5 separate regions of the Mus musculus genome follow, and all the other regions are linked to region 1. A link is a contact called in public HiChIP or PLAC-seq and promoter capture Hi-C data. All regions are on one chromosome and are shown on one strand. The core of a region is the stretch at or near the end of the contact, and the rest is flanking DNA. Distances in the headings are between cores, read along the strand shown. Region 1 holds the start of Gpd1l (glycerol-3-phosphate dehydrogenase 1-like). Region 2 has its middle 30 kb from the start of Gm31014. Region 3 overlaps Tgfbr2 (transforming growth factor, beta receptor II). Region 4 has its middle 24 kb from the start of D730003K21Rik. Region 5 holds the start of Tgfbr2 (transforming growth factor, beta receptor II).

What was found. Promoter capture Hi-C pulls out the DNA fragments that hold promoters and counts their contacts. HiChIP or PLAC-seq counts read pairs in DNA pulled down with a chosen protein or histone mark.
Region 2: an H3K27ac HiChIP or PLAC-seq map of large pre-B cells shows a contact between it and region 1, with 3 times the contacts expected there. The contact joins the enhancer-like site here to the promoter of Gpd1l in region 1. A contact is called at or near these places in 2 of 39 promoter capture datasets (hippocampal neurons and pre-B cells), 1 of 15 datasets of contacts at CTCF or cohesin (large pre-B cells) and 2 of 115 datasets of contacts at active chromatin or transcription factors (embryonic forebrain and large pre-B cells).
Region 3: a contact with region 1 is called in an H3K4me3 HiChIP or PLAC-seq map of pro-B cells, with 4 times the contacts expected there. The contact joins the enhancer-like site here to the promoter of Gpd1l in region 1. A contact is called at or near these places in 3 of 39 promoter capture datasets (hippocampal neurons, liver and pre-B cells) and 3 of 115 datasets of contacts at active chromatin or transcription factors (astrocytes, large pre-B cells and pro-B cells).
Region 4: a contact with region 1 is called in a promoter capture Hi-C map of cranial neural crest. The contact joins the enhancer-like site here to the promoter of Gpd1l in region 1. A contact is called at or near these places in 2 of 39 promoter capture datasets (cranial neural crest and pre-B cells), 1 of 484 Hi-C or Micro-C datasets (B cells) and 2 of 115 datasets of contacts at active chromatin or transcription factors (large pre-B cells and pro-B cells).
Region 5: a contact with region 1 is called in a promoter capture Hi-C map of pre-B cells, with 6 times the contacts expected there. The contact joins the promoter of Tgfbr2 here to the promoter of Gpd1l in region 1. A contact is called at or near these places in 1 of 39 promoter capture datasets (pre-B cells), 2 of 115 datasets of contacts at active chromatin or transcription factors (large pre-B cells and microglia) and 1 of 9 other capture datasets (macrophages).

The regions. Positions count from the first base shown.
Region 1 is chr9:114,932,584-114,935,972 of GRCm38.p6, reverse strand. Gpd1l (glycerol-3-phosphate dehydrogenase 1-like) reads left to right here and starts at 1,986. Exons shown (of 8, transcript NM_175380.5): 1 at 1,986-2,302. The coding sequence starts at 2,256.
Region 2 is chr9:116,082,496-116,085,863 of GRCm38.p6, reverse strand. No RefSeq gene overlaps it. Among named protein-coding and RNA genes, the nearest start is that of Gm31014, 30 kb to the right of the region's middle. Within about 2 kb of position 1,538, at least 88 of the 459 cell types and tissues checked have an H3K27ac peak or open chromatin away from gene starts, as enhancers often do. A contact at or near this core is called in pre-B cells, where this site is marked.
Region 3 is chr9:116,137,413-116,140,682 of GRCm38.p6, reverse strand. The region is part of intron 2 of Tgfbr2 (transforming growth factor, beta receptor II); the gene reads left to right. Among named protein-coding and RNA genes, the nearest start is that of Gm31292, 6.3 kb to the left of the region's middle. Within about 2 kb of position 1,797, at least 90 of the 459 cell types and tissues checked have an H3K27ac peak or open chromatin away from gene starts, as enhancers often do. A contact at or near this core is called in liver and pro-B cells, where this site is marked.
Region 4 is chr9:116,349,404-116,352,914 of GRCm38.p6, reverse strand. No RefSeq gene overlaps it. Among named protein-coding and RNA genes, the nearest start is that of D730003K21Rik, 24 kb to the right of the region's middle. Within about 2 kb of position 1,849, at least 32 of the 459 cell types and tissues checked have an H3K27ac peak or open chromatin away from gene starts, as enhancers often do.
Region 5 is chr9:116,173,891-116,177,225 of GRCm38.p6, reverse strand. It overlaps Tgfbr2 (transforming growth factor, beta receptor II), which reads left to right and starts at 1,863. Exons shown (of 8, transcript NM_009371.3): 1 at 1,863-2,282. The coding sequence starts at 2,189. Gm40582 (a long non-coding RNA gene) reads right to left here and starts at 1,582. Exons shown (of 3, transcript XR_871320.3): 1 at 1,490-1,582; 2 at 1,207-1,315; 3 at 1-515.

The DNA.
Region 1 (3,389 bases), core at 737-3,236:
TCATGTTTTCTAATAATTCTGACCTCATGAAGAGCTTTTCCCACTCTGTAGTTTGAGCCCCAACAGCCAAACTCACTTCGCTGTCTATTTATATCAATACCTTCTGGCAGCTAAACTCCCACCCACTCCTGAACTCAGAAGGAAATGGACCAAAGTGAGCACCGTACAGGACTGAGGCTAGCCCAAATGGTGCTTTCTTTTCTTCATGACAAGCCTTTCCATCTCTCAGAAAATGGTCACTTGTGTCACCAGTGATGCCCACGTGGTGCTGGCCTCCACTGTTTTTCAGGAGGCTCCCCGAACCCAATGGAGAGCCCTCCTCTGTGCCCAATTTTCTATTTCAGTTATTTGTGGGTCCACTCTCTGGCTCCCCAGAAAGCTTCCCTTCTCAAGGCAGGGCCACCTTGCCAAGGGCTCCTTTCTCAACCACTGGAGCTGGGGGATGGGGTCTCCTGTGCTCCCCTCCCCCGCCCCAGGCAGGCCTGGAACTCATTATGCAGCAGAGCCTCGCTGTGTAACCAGACTATACAGATCAGGATGGCCTCCAATTCATACAGACCTGCCCATTTGGGTATTAAAGGCATTTATCACCACACACAGTTTGACTTGGTGTTTTAAAATGATCCCACTGTTTGGCCTTGGCTGACCTGGAACTTGCTATGTAGACCAGGCTGGCCTTGACTCAAAGAGACTAATTTGCCTCTGCCTCTAGAGTGCAAGAAATAAACCTATTCTATTTTTAAATTAAATTTATTTTAAACCAGACATTAATTTAATGAATTTAATTTAATCCAGATAGTTGCCTTTAATCCCAGCATTTGGGAGGGAGAGGCAGACAGACCTCTTGTGAGTTTGAGGCCACCCTGGTCTTTAGCATGTTTTAGACCATCCAGGGCTACACTGTGAGACTCTGTCTCAACAAATGAATTAATTAAAATAAGTTTGTTTACTATTGTGAGGCTGTGCGATTCTCTCCTTCCTCCGTGGGCCCTGGAGATCTGACTTCCATTAGGGTTACACCTTTCCTTGCTAAGTGAGCTAGCACTCTCCATTCTTGCTTTTGCTTTGTGATAGGGGCTCACGTGACCCAGGTTAGCCTCAAACTCACTGTCTAGTTAAGGATGACATTGAACTGCCGATCGTCCTGTCTCTACCTCCCTGAAGCTGAGATTACAACACATTCCACCATCTCTGTTTTTCGCGGCCGCGGCGTGCCCAATTGCAGTACAGCAGTTTGGATGGCTTTTTTGTGAAGCTCTGGCAGGGAGAGAAAAGGGGCATGCCCTTTGGGTAACCGTATGAGGGGGACAGTTCAAGTTTCTGCTTTGATCCTGTGTAGACAAGTTTTCCATCCTGAAATGCAAGGGTACTTGTTTGCGACAAGGTGGCCTCCCATTTTTATTTGGCCAAGGATAACCTGGGACTCCAGATTCTCCCTCCGTCTCCCACGTGCTGTGATTACAGGCCAGAGCCACCAGGCGCTAGTGTTTGAACTTCCTGTGTTCAATCTAGTTCTCTACCAACTGAACTACGACGCCACCCTTGTAGAGTAGATACTCCCAGATCAATGGCAGAAGACTTAAAGCTCCAGGCTCGCTAGGAAATTCAGGGGTGCCTGGACTTGTCCCGTTTATACGAATTTGACAGCCGTTGTTAAAGCAGGCGCAGGCTCCAAATCTGGGTGAATTCATAGTCAACTACTTAGGCTGTCTAGGCTCCACCCTTAAGTGATAGTTGTCCCTGCGCAAATTGCGATTAGGTGACACTTGTATAAGTTGGGTCGGGCTTGCTCTGTCCAGGATAGTGACACTCAGCAGCAGGAGCTCAGAGCTCCAGTCTGCGCAATAACATTGGCCTGCACGTGGCCCGCCTGGAACTGAAAGGGAGCCCGCAGGGAGGTGGACTACACATCCCAACATTCCTAGGGCAGGGGTGGGGCGACACCGGAGGCTGACCCGGCCACCCACCCGGACCAGGCGTGCGCAGTGGTTCCTGGGAGTGGTGGGGCGGGTCCTCCGGGCTGTCAGCTGTGGCCCTAGGCGCCTAGGCAGGGTGGCGGTGGCCATTGGCGGACAGGAGGGCGGGGCGGGGTCGCCCGGAGCGCCTATACTAGGCCGTTCCTGTGGAGGTGAGCAGCCGGCCTGGGAGGCACAGTGTGTGTTGCAGCGATCCGACTTGCAGCAGCGATCCGACTTGCAGCAGCGATCCGGCTTGGCCCTGAGAGGAAGGCTGTGCAGCAGCGATCCGGCTTGGCCATGGCAGCGGCGCCTCTGAAAGTGTGCATCGTGGGCTCGGGGAACTGGTGAGCAGAGGCGGGTGGGCGGCGCGGTCTCCGCCTCCAGGAAGCCCCGGTTCCGGGCCGGCCAGGGTTGCTCTCCCGCTGCTTCAGCGTGGACACCAGGGCATCGCGGGTAGGCAGAGAGGCGGGCCTGCGACCGCCTGTCCCGGTTGGACACTGCACGGACAGAGGCCACGCCGAGGAACCAGAGCGCGAGGTGCGGGGCCAAGGTGGCCCGGGTGGTAGCGCGCACCGCGCCCGCGGGCACCTGTTTGCGCACTGGTAACCCTGCGGTTAGGGCCACCTGCTCGCCACGCCCGGGTACTTGGCAAAACAACCCAAGGGCGTTCTCTATTCTCCCCTGCCGATCACCCCCGTGGAGGAATTTGCAGAGGCTCAGTTGTCCTTACTGCAGTTTTGGGATTGGGGAAACGGAGGCACAGAGCGTGAGAAGGGTCCTTGCTACCTGGGACAGTGCTGGCTTCAAGAGACAGTTCTCATTTCCTCTGGCGAGTGGTTCCCAATCATGTTAACGTGGTATCCGAGAAGAGAAAACAAGCCCCCAACCGGGACGTGAGGGTCCCAGGGAAAGGTGTTTGCAGAGCTTCGCGTCACCACTGGGCTGTATTTTCTGACTTAACTTGTAAAGTGCTTGGTGCTTAGAGGGCTTTGAAGCTCCTCCAGTAGTTTGCATACCTTGGTGGCCCTTAACGCAGGAGAAGTTGGGGGTCTCCGTGAGAAGGAGGCAGAGTATGGTGCGTTCCAGACTTTTCCCGCGGCCCAGGGGTGGAACAGTTGAAGGCCATTCTCGTGGCTTCTGTCCCCTTCTGTTTTCCTGTGGTCTGACGCACACCACAGTTCAGGCTGCTAGAAGCGGTACTGTTCTGGAGTCGTCGGAGCCACCTGACTGGTCTTTGAAAACTTGGCTCTGAAAGGACTTTTGGAGGAAACCTTAGCTGGCTGGACCGGTGGCCTCTCCCCGGCCTCCTATTGCTGGCCTCTACCCTTGCGTTGGCCTCAGTCCTTTACCTGGTGCCTGGCATATACTAAATAAAAAAATTTTTTTTCTTTGAGGCAGGTTTTACTTTAGCTCTGGCCTGATAGTTGCTGG
Region 2 (3,368 bases), core at 289-2,788, 1.2 Mb before region 1:
CCATGTACATGTCTTTCTATCTCTGTGCCCATAGCCATCCCGTTTTGCTCTAGGAGAGCCAGAATGTTCTTTTTTCTCCACTTAATTTACCCAGCACTCCCCTGACAAGGTCTGAAGAAATGCTTGCTGTGAGAACAATGGGAAGAGGCACTCTTCTTCCGGGTGAGGGTAGCATTTCTTCACTTGTGAGATGTGTGCGTGTGCCTGAGATGGTTTCACAATTTGCCAGCCATCTAGAACATTTTTGTTTGTTTGTTTGTTTGTTTTAGCAGATATGCGCTTATCTCAAAAGATATTAGAAAGAGAGTAGAACTTGAAGCCTGGACTTTCACAAGTGTTGTTTCTTGAATGGCTGATGAGTAAAACACTGATTTTTGTAAGTCATTGGGAGATGAACACACTTATTTATAACGATCACAGGAGATGAGTTCACCGGGCTGCCAATTCTTGTCTAAAAATAGACACAGCCGCTGGGCGGTGGTGGCACACGCCTTTAATCCCAGCACTTGGGAGGCAGAGGCAGGCAGATTTCTGAGTTCCAGGCTAGCCTGGTCTACAGAGTGAGTTCCAGGACAGCCAGGGCTACACAGAGAAATCCTGTCTCGAAAACCAAAAAAAAAAAAAAAAAAAAAAAAAAAGACAGCTTATTAAACGCAGGAATGGAAGTGGCCTAACAAGCCCTGAGAAAAGAGCTCCAAAAAAAAATCTGACCACTTGGTGCACAGCCCTTTAGAGGGGTTTCATAGTCCTTACCTCTCCTGCTTGTATTTCCGGGGCTCCTCGCCATCCCCCATCCTACTCCCTGCACATGTGTGCATGGGCATGCTCTGTTCTGTGGATGATACTCAGGTAAGGATGGGCTGCCAGTTTTCCTTTGCAAGCTGGCTGGTACGTGCGTGCGTGCGTGCGTGCGCGCACGCGCTAGGGAAGCAACACAAAGCCCTGGAGAGCTCAATGGTCTGACTCAATGGTTATGCTACATTTCTGGTTGCTCGCTCTGACAAGCGGGAGGGGGGGGGGGCAGAGAAGTTTCTTTGCGTTTACAGTTGAAGGTGACGCAATCCATTGTGGTTCAGAAGACTTGGCAGCACGAACCGGAGGCCGCTGGTCACACAGTGTCTATGAGAGCTAAGTTATGTTTTAAGATTTAATTACTGTGCATACGAGATCCACAAAACAGAATATGTCTCCAACCTTGCCCAAGGACAGATACTTCCTGAAATATAGCAGGCAGCTATTGTTTTGCTCCTCTAAACAACTTTTTTGCCCAGGTACACAGGTTGTGGTCGATGACATGTAGGTGGGAGGTATGTGGGTAGGAAATACGTCAGGAAGTACATTTGACTCTCATTGGATGTAGGCAGGCGGTACACAGCCAGGAATTACATCAGGACATATGTTCGCCAATGATTGGACCTGGTGGGGTACATAACAGCCTTACAGATTTGCCTTTATTAACTACTGTAGAATGTGACCTGTCCCCATTTTCTGGGAACCCCAGAGTGGAATTAGCCAGAGTTCATCACCCTGGCCAATGTTTAATTAAAGCTTGCTTCAGATTTGGCTCAAAATTGTATTACTGGACTTATTATCATCTGGTAGGATTAACACTGTCCACAATCAGGAAGCAAACTTCAGAGGCGGAACCTTGGTACAGAACCGGAAGTGAACCCTCGATGGCCCACTTCCTCCTTGAGGTTCCACTCACTTCAATTCCCACGGGTTTCCAAATTAGCTCCACCAGCCTGGGCTCAAGTGCAAGCCGTTGGGGCCATTCACACTCAAACCAGACCACTAGCTCAAACTCCAGAGTAGAGAAGATGCCCTTAGCACTGGAGAGCTGGAGAGAGCAGCTGACCAGAGCACAAAAAGCAAAAGTCTTATTGTACAAGACCAAATGTACAAGGTCTATGGGCTCAGTCCCAAGAGCCTTGGCCAAAACAGAAGCCAAGGTCTTCTGACCCACCTCTAGGCTCTGTTCCACCCCGGTCATTTGAGTTCTGGCTACTGTAAGGTCAGGAGTATTAGCAGTGGGCTTTCCGAGGGCCCTCGGGAAGGACCCTGTGCCTCCTGCAACTCACTGACTTTTAGATGCAAGGCCTGTTCTGCTCCAAGGACTTCCTGTTTTGGGGTGACCTTTTATTTTTTTGTCTTAAATTCAGTGTGCAAATGACATGCTAATGGCCCTGTCTTGAAGGCACTTGCTTCCCTAGGTGACAGACAGGGAACTTTTCATCTAAACCAGCCTGTCTATCCCTTTTTCAGGAAAGCTACCCCGGTTGGCATCTGCACATCTCCTTCATTTTCCCCTGAAGTAACTGCCTAATCACTGCTTATCACGCTTCTAATTAGTTTCCTTTTTTTTTTTTTCACTTGAATAATTATGGCTTCATACTTTATGGGTTGGGGGCCATGCCTTTCAGGCCTGCTTTGCAAAGACTGCTGATCAAGACAAGATTGGGAACTTGCACACATTTCAAGGCCTGCCAATCAGTTGCGCATGGCATAATCTATTCTGGTATATCTCCTGATACTCGCGGCACTTAAAAATAGCTTGTTAATCATCTTCCTACTCTAATTAAGCAGGCATCTCGCTTTTATTTTATTATATTTTTTTGAGAATTTCTCACATGATCACTCTTTACATCATTTCCACCCCTCGCTCTCTCCCACCCTGATCTTCCTTCCTCTCTCCCCTCCCAGTCCTATGTTTTCCAAAGGATCATTTCAACATAGTCCAAATGCTGAAGAGATGTGTCTGCTGTGGCATATTCTGGTCTTCCACAGTGATTTTTTTTTTTAGGGCGACATTCTGGTCACCGAAACCATTCAGGCTACATAGAAGGACAGGATGACTTTGCGGTGGGGCTGTTAAACAGAAACCCAGAGAAGTCCTTTGAAATTCCATAGGGTGTACTTCCAAATGTCCTCCTGCACTCTGTGAGGGCTCTCAGTCCAAAGACAGAAAGAACTCTCAGCTGTGCTCACATTATCATAAGGCCAAAGTTCTGTTGTTGAAAGAAAAAAAAAGGGGGGGGGTGATGGGGCTGGAGATGATATCTCAGAAATTAAGAGTGCTTGCAGCTCCTTCAGAGGATCAGAGCTTGCTTCCCAGCACCCATGTTTGGCACTTAAAACTTCCTGTGACTCCAGTGACAGGGGATCTAGGCTCTTTTTGGGCCCCTGTAGGCACATAGGCTCCTGTGCCCAAGACTTCAAACAGATGCATGCACATACACATAAAGATAGATAGATAGATAGATAGATAGATAGATAGATAGATAGAGAGATAGATAGACAGACAGACAGACAGATAGATAGATAAAGGCAGCCATATAGCAGTGGTCTCTGAATGGTAACTGTTGATA
Region 3 (3,270 bases), core at 548-3,047, 1.2 Mb before region 1:
AGAGGCGGGAGGTGGGATGGGGAACACATCCCGAGGGCCTGGGGAGGTGTCCTGTGCATGTGTCCTCTCTGAACCCCATCTGGGTCTGGCTGCTTTTCCTGGGTGCAGTAGCTCAGTAGCTTGGGCAGTCCAGCTTTGGACCACTCTGCGGTCCTGTTCGTGTGGGCCTTGTACTTGGTGCTGTGACAGGGCAGTGAATCTGTCAGAGGAGCTACATAGATAAGGTAGACTCTCCAGAGCGAATACAGGCTTACACCTGACGTGAGAGTGTTTGTGCCCCACACCTTGGCTGGCTCACTGCAGGATCTGACCTGCTCCTCTTTTCTTTCTTCATCTCTCCCTCTTTCATCTTGTTTATTTTCTCTGTCTCTGTCTCTCCCCTCCAGCTCCCCTTCTTCCATTTCCTTCCCTCTGTACCCCTCTTTTTCTCTTTCTCTTTCCTTTTTTTTGTGTTTGTTTGTTTGTTTGGTTGGTTGGTTGGTTGGGTTTTTGTTTTTCGAGACAGGGTTTCTCTGTGTAGCCCTGGCTGTCTTGGAACTCACTCTGTAGACCAGGCTGGCCTGGAACTCAGAAATCTACCTGCCTCTGCCTCCCAAGTGCTGGGATTAAAGGCATGCACCACCACTGCCCGGCTTCTCTTTCCTTTCAAAAAAACATTTTTGAACTGGGGTCTTACAATGTAGCTCAGGCTGTCTTCAATCCTCCTGCCTCAGCCTATCGGGTTTTGGGATTGCAAGTGAGGTTCATACCATGCCAGGCTTGAATGATCTTCGTCAGAGCAAGCCAGGGAGGCCAGAGCCCACTGTTGTCTGTGTTTGTCTCTGTCATCGTGCGGTTCAGGGGCTCTGTCTTTAAGTCTTCAGTCTCGATGACAAGGACAGAAACTGCCACCAGATCTTTTTCTTTTCTCAGCAACAGGGAAGAGGAAGAAGAGCCCCGTGGGCCAGGCATTTCTAGTGACCCTGATCTTTCACTGATTGTTGAGATTGTTGTAGTTACCGAGCAGGAAGCACAAGGCATTGCAAGTAGATTTCAGAGCATGAAATTGGTCGTCCTTGACAGGTTTTAATAAAGTGCTAATGAAGTGCCTTGAATATGGATGTGTGCTTGTGTGTATATGTTGGTAGTGGAGAATGACCCCAGATCACATTCTGGGAGAATGTCACCTGTCTTTTTCTAGACAGTGTTTCTCACAGACCTGGAGATCACCGAGTAGGCTATGCCAACTGCCAGCAAGTCCCAGGCATCCTCCTGTCTCTACCTCCTAGCACTGGGATTACAAGAGTGTGCCACTTCTGACTTTTGACGTGGGCTTTGGGATTGAACTTGGGTCCTCATGCCTTGCAAGGCAAACACTTTGTTGACCAAACACTACTATCTCCACAGCCCATTTAATAAAGTACAGTGACCCCTGTCACCTTCCTTCAGCCTCTGTGATTTCACAGTAAGGTGCTGTCTAGCACCGATGCCCAGGGACCATAAGACATTGCCTCCTGGAGACACTCACTTCACTCTTCCATGGCAAAATACTTTAATGACACAAGGAAGTGGAGTCAAGACTTTTTTTTTTTAACCCTGAAACTTAGTTAGGAAGCATTTTTGCATCTGTTGGATGGCTTGCAGTAATTGTCTTCCATATTGCGTAGGAGTGGGAACTTTTGATTCCCACAGACTTGCTTCTTTGTTCTGGGGGGGAGGCCATGTGACAGGCCAGTGGGCTGGTCCCACCTGGTCTCCTGAGCCGTGGGTGTTAGCTGCCGGCATGGCAAACCACATCGCTGTCTGCCAGATGGTGGCTTGGGTGTCTGACTCTGAAATGCCAGCTGCAATTAAAACCCATTCCGAGATCGAGTCTTTCAGCGTGGGCCCAGATGGCGAGCTGGCCTCTGGGCCTGCGATCACTTAAGAGGCCAAGTCTAAGAGAAAGCAGATGGAAAGAGCTGTAGGAGGAGACATGCTGTGAAGAGCAAGGAAAACAGCCTTCCATTTTGCCAGCTCTAAAACCCACAGAGAAAAGGGGAAATGGCGGGTCTCCCTGCTGCGTGCAGTGACCCTCTACCTCAGATAAGAATAACTTCAGACTTGCTAGGCGGATGGATGGGTTGAGTGTACAGAGCTAGGTGTAAAGTGTGTGTGTGTGTGTGTGTGTGTGTGTGTGTGTGTGTGTGTGTGTAAACCAGAGGGCAACATCAGGTGTCATTCCTCAGGTGACAAATATTTACCTTTAAAAAATGTATATTATTTAGAACAGGGGCCTTCATTAGTTGGAGCTTGCCAAATAAGTCAGCTAGGCTAACTGGCCAGCAGACTCCAAGAATATGCCTGTGTCCAACTTCCAATTGCACTGCCATGCCCAGCTCCCTCCTGCCTGCCTTCCTTCCTCCTTCCTTCCTTCCTTCCTTCCTTCCTTCCTTCCTTCCTTCCTTCCTTCCTTTCTCTTTCTTTCTTTCTTTCTTTCTTTCTTTCTTTCTTTCTTTCTTTCTTTCTTTCTTTCTTTCTCTCTCTCTCTCTCTCTCTCTCTCTCTCTCTCTCTCTCTCTCTCTTTCTTTTGTCTTTCTTTCTTTCTTTTTTGTCATGGGGGCTGAGGATTAAAATCCGTTCTGAGCTATAGTCTCTCTATCCCACATTTAGCTTTTTAATGAAACCTTAGTCCTGGCACTGCCATGAAGCTATTCTGCATATACAATTGGCAGCTGTAGTTAATTGTTTTTGACCAAAGGAGGTTACCATCGATCATGTGACTCTGTTGTACACTACAAAAGTGAGCAGTGGAGTTTCCTGGGGAAGAACTCTGACCAGAAACTTCATCATGAGTTCCTGTCTGGTTTCCATACTTCTAGTCTGCTCTATGAATGTCTAACACACCAGCCCCCACAGCTCTGTGAGCTTGTGCACGAGCTACACCTGCAGATTCAATATTTCCCCTGAGGGATTTGAGTGTGTATTCACACTTGACAAGCTCAGCTTCAAGGCATAGTGAGTTCTGTTCACTACTTGCTGTGGGTTATTCTTCAAGATGCTTTGCCTTCGACTGCAGCAATAGCAATGGCACTCTTAAATATACAGCACCAAGCCAGGCATCACAGTCATGTGTGGAGTCAATGAGTTCTCAGGTTCTCCACAAACCTGGACCGTACTAAAGGGGTGCATGAATTCAGAGGTATATGAGTAGGGCTGGTGAATCGCTCATCAGATATAAGTCCTCTTTGCACAGTCCTGAAGAACCTAGTTGGATCCCTGAGACCCAAGTAAAGCTGGAAGAGAAAACCA
Region 4 (3,511 bases), core at 600-3,099, 1.4 Mb before region 1:
GGAAGGATGGATGTGTACAGCAACTGCCTTTAGATGGTCCAAAGGCTCAAGTCTGAACATCAGGAGGGAGAACAAGAATTTTTCTCAAAGCAAACTCAACCACACTGGACCACCAGGAAGTGTCAAGTAGGGCCCAGAGGCAGCACCACCATGAAGAAAAAGGAGGTCTCTTTATGGTGTTGGAGAATAAACCTGTACAAGAGGTGTAAAGCCATTTTTTGACACAGATATTTCTACCCATCAGAGATCCCGTCGCCTTCAGAGATACCATTCTAGGTCTGTGGTCTTCAGCATCCTGTAGTCTTTCTGAAAACAGCTTTACAGCTCATCTTTTCTCAGAAGGGAATGCAGGAAGGTTACAGAAATTTGTACTCTCAAGCAGAATCAAGCTGCAGGCCAGAGCATGGTACAGTACCGCTCCCGCAGCAGTAAGCAAGCTTTCCCACAGTCTGCAACTGACCCAAGACTCATTCATTAAAACAATACAGATTTGTCATGTTGGACCCTGAAGAATCCATTAAGCAAGCAGAGTTCCACTTGTTCCACTGTTGGGAGGAAAGTGGCTCATGCAAGACCTTCGGGAGGTTTTTGTTTTTTGTTTTTTGTTGTTTTTGTTTTTTTTTTTTCCCAGAGAGGCCTCATTCCGAACCTACAACAATGCCACTATGTGTAATAAATAATAATCTTATTTATTAACCTATGAAATACTTATCCTGAGCCAGCAAAACGACTCAGTGGGTAAAGGGTCCTTTCTGCCAGGCCTGACCACCAAGGTTCGATTCCCAGTGTTTCTACAGTGTGTTAGCCAAAGGAGGGCACACTATCCCTTTAGAAAATCTCTCTAGGGTGTCAACCCAAGATCTAAGGAGCAGAGGGTCTCCTCTGTCACCCACTCACAAGGACAATTCATTAGTTACTTTTTTTTCTTTCTCATCGTTATGATAAAAATTCCCCGAGGAAAAGGAGTTTATTCTGACACGGTCGGAAGACACAGGCTGTCCCGCGTAGAGAACGTGTGGCGGTCATTGACTTGAAGTAGCTGCTCACAAGGCATCCACAGTCGGGGAGCTGGAAGAAGCGGCTGCTGGAGCTCAGCTTGTTTTCTTCTCTATTTCCATTTGGAACCCCAGCCCATGGACGGTGTACCCTACAATCACGATAGGTCTGTGTTCAGTTAAACATCTCTAGTAATGGATGCTCTCATAACCATGCACAGAAAATGCTCTTATAACCACGCGCAGAGGTACGCCTCGTAGAAACTAAATCCAGCCAAGTTGGTAGCATACCTTAGCCATCAAAAGAATGTAGCGCTGGCCCCATCTCTACTTCTGATTAGAGAAGGGCAGTTTCCTAATGGGGATTTGAATGAGAAACTTCAATGCAAGTTAGGACAATGGCTTTTGCCTTCTTATTCTCTAAATGCCTTCCTTCTTAATATTCTTCCCTTTGAAGAAGGCAAACATCTGCCTTATGTTTCACTTATAATTTCAAATTCAAACAAAGAGCCCTGGGCCCATCTGTCGAGGCTGCTTCAGACATCTGGGGCACCATTAAGCAGCAGGGCCAGCTTGGCCAGGGTCCAGTTTCTTCCCCACTCTCTACCGACTCCACACTTTCCCAGGGATCATCAGGCATCCAGCGAACGAAGAGGAGTTCAGTGCCTCTGCCCTTGTGAAATGTTTGCTTTTGTTTCCATAAATGGGAGAGAAAGGCAGAAACACTTTTGGAAAGCATCCTGTGTTTATAAACTGCTTGGGTTAAAAATCTCAAATAAGGTAACTTGGTGATAGCTCCATGGGTCACTCGGGGCTGTTTTTGCCCTGCTCCATGGGTCACTCGGGGCTGTTTTTGCCCTGCTCCATAGGTCACGTGGGGCTCTTTCTACCCTGGTAAAACCACTCCGAGAACACTGGGAACTTCTGAGCAAGGTTCCTTTCCCTGGACTTTGTAATTTCCGTACACCTCTGAGCCCAAGGAAGGCACTCCATTTGGAAATAACTGTTCATTTCGTTCACTTCTTCTTTTTCAAAAATAAGAAGGAACTAGAAGTTGAGACCCACACAAAATATCTGACTCTCAACCTACAGTGGAAATGATGGCTCCCAGGAATCCCTGACTGAGTGTATTCAGCTGTGGCTTCTCCAGCCAACTGTGTGTTGGTTTCCCTGGGAGGCCGGGCAGGCATAATAAGCAAAGACAGCCCTGTACACCAGGTTGTGTGCTTGCCTGTGTTCCTGGTCCTTTTCCTCCTGAGCTTCAAAAGCACATATGTAGCTCCTTCTCCTAGTAAAGGCAGAGCCGAGACAAAGGAGACAGCTGTTAAGATAGTTGGATAAACATAAAGAAAAGATTGTTTGAAAAATGTTCTTTTCATGAAAGAGTCTCAACTTGGTTATATGCGGAGGGTGACCTTGAACTTTCAACCCTCCTGCCCTCACTTCTTGAGCACTAGACTTACAGGACTGAACCACCATAATTAATTTTAGACAGTGTTGGGGTTCATATTTCCAGATCTTGTGCATACTGGTTGAGCTGGCTGGAGTTTGGACAACTTGACACAGGCTAAACCTGTCTGAGAAGAGGAGACCTCAGCCGATGAGAGCACCACCATCAGACTGGCCTCTGGGCAGTCCCTGAGAGGTTTACTTGATTGATTGGCAGCAGCACCTCTGGGCAGGTGGCCTGGATGGTATAAGAACGCAAGCTGGGCAAATCATGGACAGCAAGCTCAGCTTGCAAAGACCATGAAGGGACGCTGCTTCCTGCCTCCAGCTTCCCCCTTGAATTACCGTCCTCCCGGTCCCTGCGATAGACTCTTAAGTTTTACGATGAAATAAACACATTCCACACCCAAATTGCTTCTCCTCATTGTCTTTATCAAAACAACAATAGGTAGACTAGAATACTCGTTAAGCATGCTACTAACTGGGCAACATCCCTTGCCCCTGGAGATGTCGTCCATGTAAATGGCTTTTAATATGATGAAGAAAATTCCACTACTATAAACCAAGGGTCAGCAAGCTAGAGCCCAGGGATCCAGTCCAGCGTGGCCCCCTGTATCCTGCATATCATGTTGTACTGGAATACATGCATGTATGTATGAAGCCTATAATTACTTACTCGCTGAGGCAGGCACTGAATGATCTTGAGGGGGACTGTGTGAGCCACAAAGCAAAAAATGTTTGCCACTTACAGGGAAAAGAAATGACAAGCAGCTGCAGAATCCCCACAAGATGTATCTTAGCTCGGGGGGACTGGGTCTTTTGCTGCACCCCACAGGAGAGCCCGCAGACTTGGCCACTGGAGGAACAAAGCAACATTAACGTTGGGAGCAAAATGTGTGTAAGTGAGACCCAACAACTAGTGAATTCGAATGGTGAGCATAGGTGACCCAGGGAATCGAAGAATCAGAATTTTAGTGGCAGGGTGACAAGTATAGACTGGAGAATACAGTTGCCCTCCAAGGTCCCTTCTCCTGTTTCTACGAGTGGTTACTGGAGATGACAATACA
Region 5 (3,335 bases), core at 614-3,113, 1.2 Mb before region 1:
GCAGCGCGCACCCTCCTACTGTCTATCCATGCATTCTCTCACCAGATGCACGAGACAAGAACTCTTTGGATAAAAGATGACCTTTTCCTAGAAGGTGCATCCAGAAGCAGTGTTTGGTGCTGAATCAAAAACTCAGAAATCCAATTTTAACAAATTTACCCTCAGCATATGTGCATGAGCTCACACTCAGATGTGCACATACATATACACACACCCCCACACATACATACAGAGCTGGCACAGATGCATCTGAACCCCCAGTACTGGTGAAGCAGAGACAGGAGGATGTCTGGGTTGGTGACTAGCTGGTCTAGCTCATCTTCCATCTCCAGGATCAGTGGGAAGCTCATTTGAGGCAGGGAACTAGAGAGGCCGCTCTGAGATGCAGAACATGTGCAGTTTCTACAGAGACCCAGAGTCAGTTCCCGGCACTCACATAGTCACCTCCTGGATGCGTGGCTTGTGCCGCCTTGGGTGACCCGAGTTCCAGAAGGTTCTATGTCCTTTTATAGCTTCTGCAACAGGCATGCACATGATGCACATACAGACATGAAAGCAAGGTACTCACACATACAGTAAAATGAACCCTTAAAAACAAATCAGGCAGCTAGGCAGTGGTGGCACACGCCTTTAATCCCAGCACTTGGAAGGCAGAGGCAGGCAGGCAGATTTCTGAGTTCGAGGCCAGCCTAGTCTACAGAGTGAGTTCCAGGACAGCCAGGTCTATACAGAGAAACCCTGTCTCAAAAACCAAAAAAACAAAAAAACAAAAACAAAAAAACAGGCCGTGCTGCACACAGACAGGCGCACGCGCGCACGCACACACACACACTGTAGAGATTGTCTCTGGAAAACATGGTCACCCCAGAAAGAATGGAAATTTTGATGGGTCTTCCTACTGATAGCCTTTCTACCTCCAGCCAAGTATTTTCTCTCCTTACTCGAATTATCTTATCGAAGAGCGATCATTGAAAAGCAGACTCCACCACCAAAGACACTTTTTTTTGTTGTTTTTTGGGTTTTTGTTTGTTTGTTTGTTTGTTTTCCCAGACAGTATAGCTTTGGCTGCCCTGGAACTCACTCTGTATAATAGGCTGGCCCTGAACTCACAGAGACCCGCCCACGTGTGCCATCATCGTCTGGCCCCAAACATACTTTAATTTCTTTAGTTTCTTAGAGGCAACACCCTGAAAATATCAGCCCTACCTTGATCACAGAGCTTCACCCAGCAAACCACGCCCAGGAAACGGTCCTTCCAATGGGAGGCTCTACCCAGGTGCTCATTAGACATGCAGACACTCTGGGTTCAGACCTACTGAACCAGAACCTGCAGGTTAGCTAAATTCACAACCCAACGTGATTAATACGCACATTAAACTCTGAGACAAACTCCTGGATTTTGTTCCACAGTAAAAAACAGTCCTTTACAACGTGATCACACATGCATGTACATAAAACTGAAACTAAGCTCTAGTGAAGAAGTGCTTACCTTTATTTTATTAGGGGAAGCAACGTGTTCGGGACTCTGAAGCTACATTTCAGAGCTCTCTCCTGGGTCTCAATGGAATTATGAAGCCCCTGGGAGTAATGCCTAGAAGGTGTGGGGGTGCCTGGAGGTGTATCAAGGAAAGTGGTTTACACCACTTTCGAGCTTGTTTTGCGAAAAGTGCGCTTAGTCACTTCTGAGTTTGAACTTGGAGCCCAGACTTGGCGGGGTGGGGGTTGCGTGGGAGCGCTGGGAGTGGGCAGCTAAAAGTTTGTAGAGTCCAGGCAAGGTCCAATCCAGCGGCCTTGATTGGCGGCCGGAGGAAGGCGAGGGCTGGAAGCTGGAGGAGAGGGCCGGAGCTGGAAGGCTCTCCGGCGGCGAGAGGTCCTGCCCAGCTGTTGGCGAGGAGTTTCCTGTTTCCCTCTCGGCGCCCGGGTAAAGTTGATGAGTGAGTCACTCGCGCGCACCGACCGACGACACCCCCCGCGCGCGCACACGCTCGCCTGGGGGACGGAGCCCCAGCCTCCTGCTCAGCTCTCCTCGGCCGCCGGGGGCCTCCTCCGGGCCTCCGAGCTCCGGGGATCGCCGGCCACATCTGGCCCGCATCCTGAGAGGGCGAGGAGTAAAGGCGCAGCCCGGGGTCCCCGAGGCTCGGTTCGTGGCGCACCAGGGGCCGGTCTATGACGAGCGACGGGGGCTGCCATGGGTCGGGGGCTGCTCCGGGGCCTGTGGCCGCTGCATATCGTCCTGTGGACGCGCATCGCCAGCACGATCCCGCCGCACGTTCCCAAGTCGGGTGAGTGAGTGGCCAGGGCGCGACCCTGGGGGTTCACTGGGGCTCCCCGCTCCTCCTCCAGCCCCCAGGGCAGCGATTGACAGTCGGCCGCGGGACCCGGTGCGAGAGCGGAAACGGGAAGTTTGTAGCGGCCCGAGTCGGTTCAGGCCCGCGGGGATCCGGGCAAGATCTCTCGCAAAAGAGCAGGACAGTCCACTTGCAGGGGACTTGGGGACGCTCCTGACCCCCTTTGTGCGCGCACGAAAGGCCAGGTCGGCCGCGAGGGGCCTGGAGCCCCGGAAAGGGAAGTTTAAGAAGTTGGAACTTGGAGGAGCATCGGCAGGGGACTGGACGCCCAGCTGCTGCACACCTGGGCCGCTTACTGCCCTAGACACCGCGACTGAGCCAGACTCTCAGTCCTCAGCTTTGCCATCTCGGGAGGGATTCTGGGCCGTGACTCACTGGATACAAGTTAGAGAAGAGAACTGATCTCTATCCTCGCTGATTCCTGGCCTGCCGGGATGAGGACCCAGTGAGGGTGGTCAGGTTGATGGCTGAGAAAAATCTAGTGCATGCCTACTAAGTGATGGACTATAGGGATGCTGCCTGGAATGAAAGATCTCAGCAGCTACTATTCAATGGAAACACCTAACCCAGGTTGTCCTCCAGGTCCCATCGCAGGGGTTAGTTAAGGGAGAAAAGCAGGCTCTAGGGCTCCTTCCTAAGGGTTTGCTTGGAAAGTTTAAAATCTGGCATTTTAACTCTAAAGTTAGAGTTAGGGCCACGATCTGGGCAAGTCACATGACTCTGGGCCTCAGTTTTCCCTACTGTACAATGCAGTGGTTCAGTTTGTGAAAGTTTACACTCTTTTCATCACTGGCTTTCCATGACCTTCCCTAGTAACTAAGAGGATGGCCAGGGTCGATTTGGGGTGAAATGCAGAGATTGCGGTGGCCGTGTGTGTGTGTGTGTGTGTGTGTGTGTGTGTGTGTGTGTGTGTGTTGGGGAGCGCGGAAGTAGGGTGCAAGAGAGCTCGTTGCAGACATCGGTAGTTGAGGTGATTTAAGAGTTTTG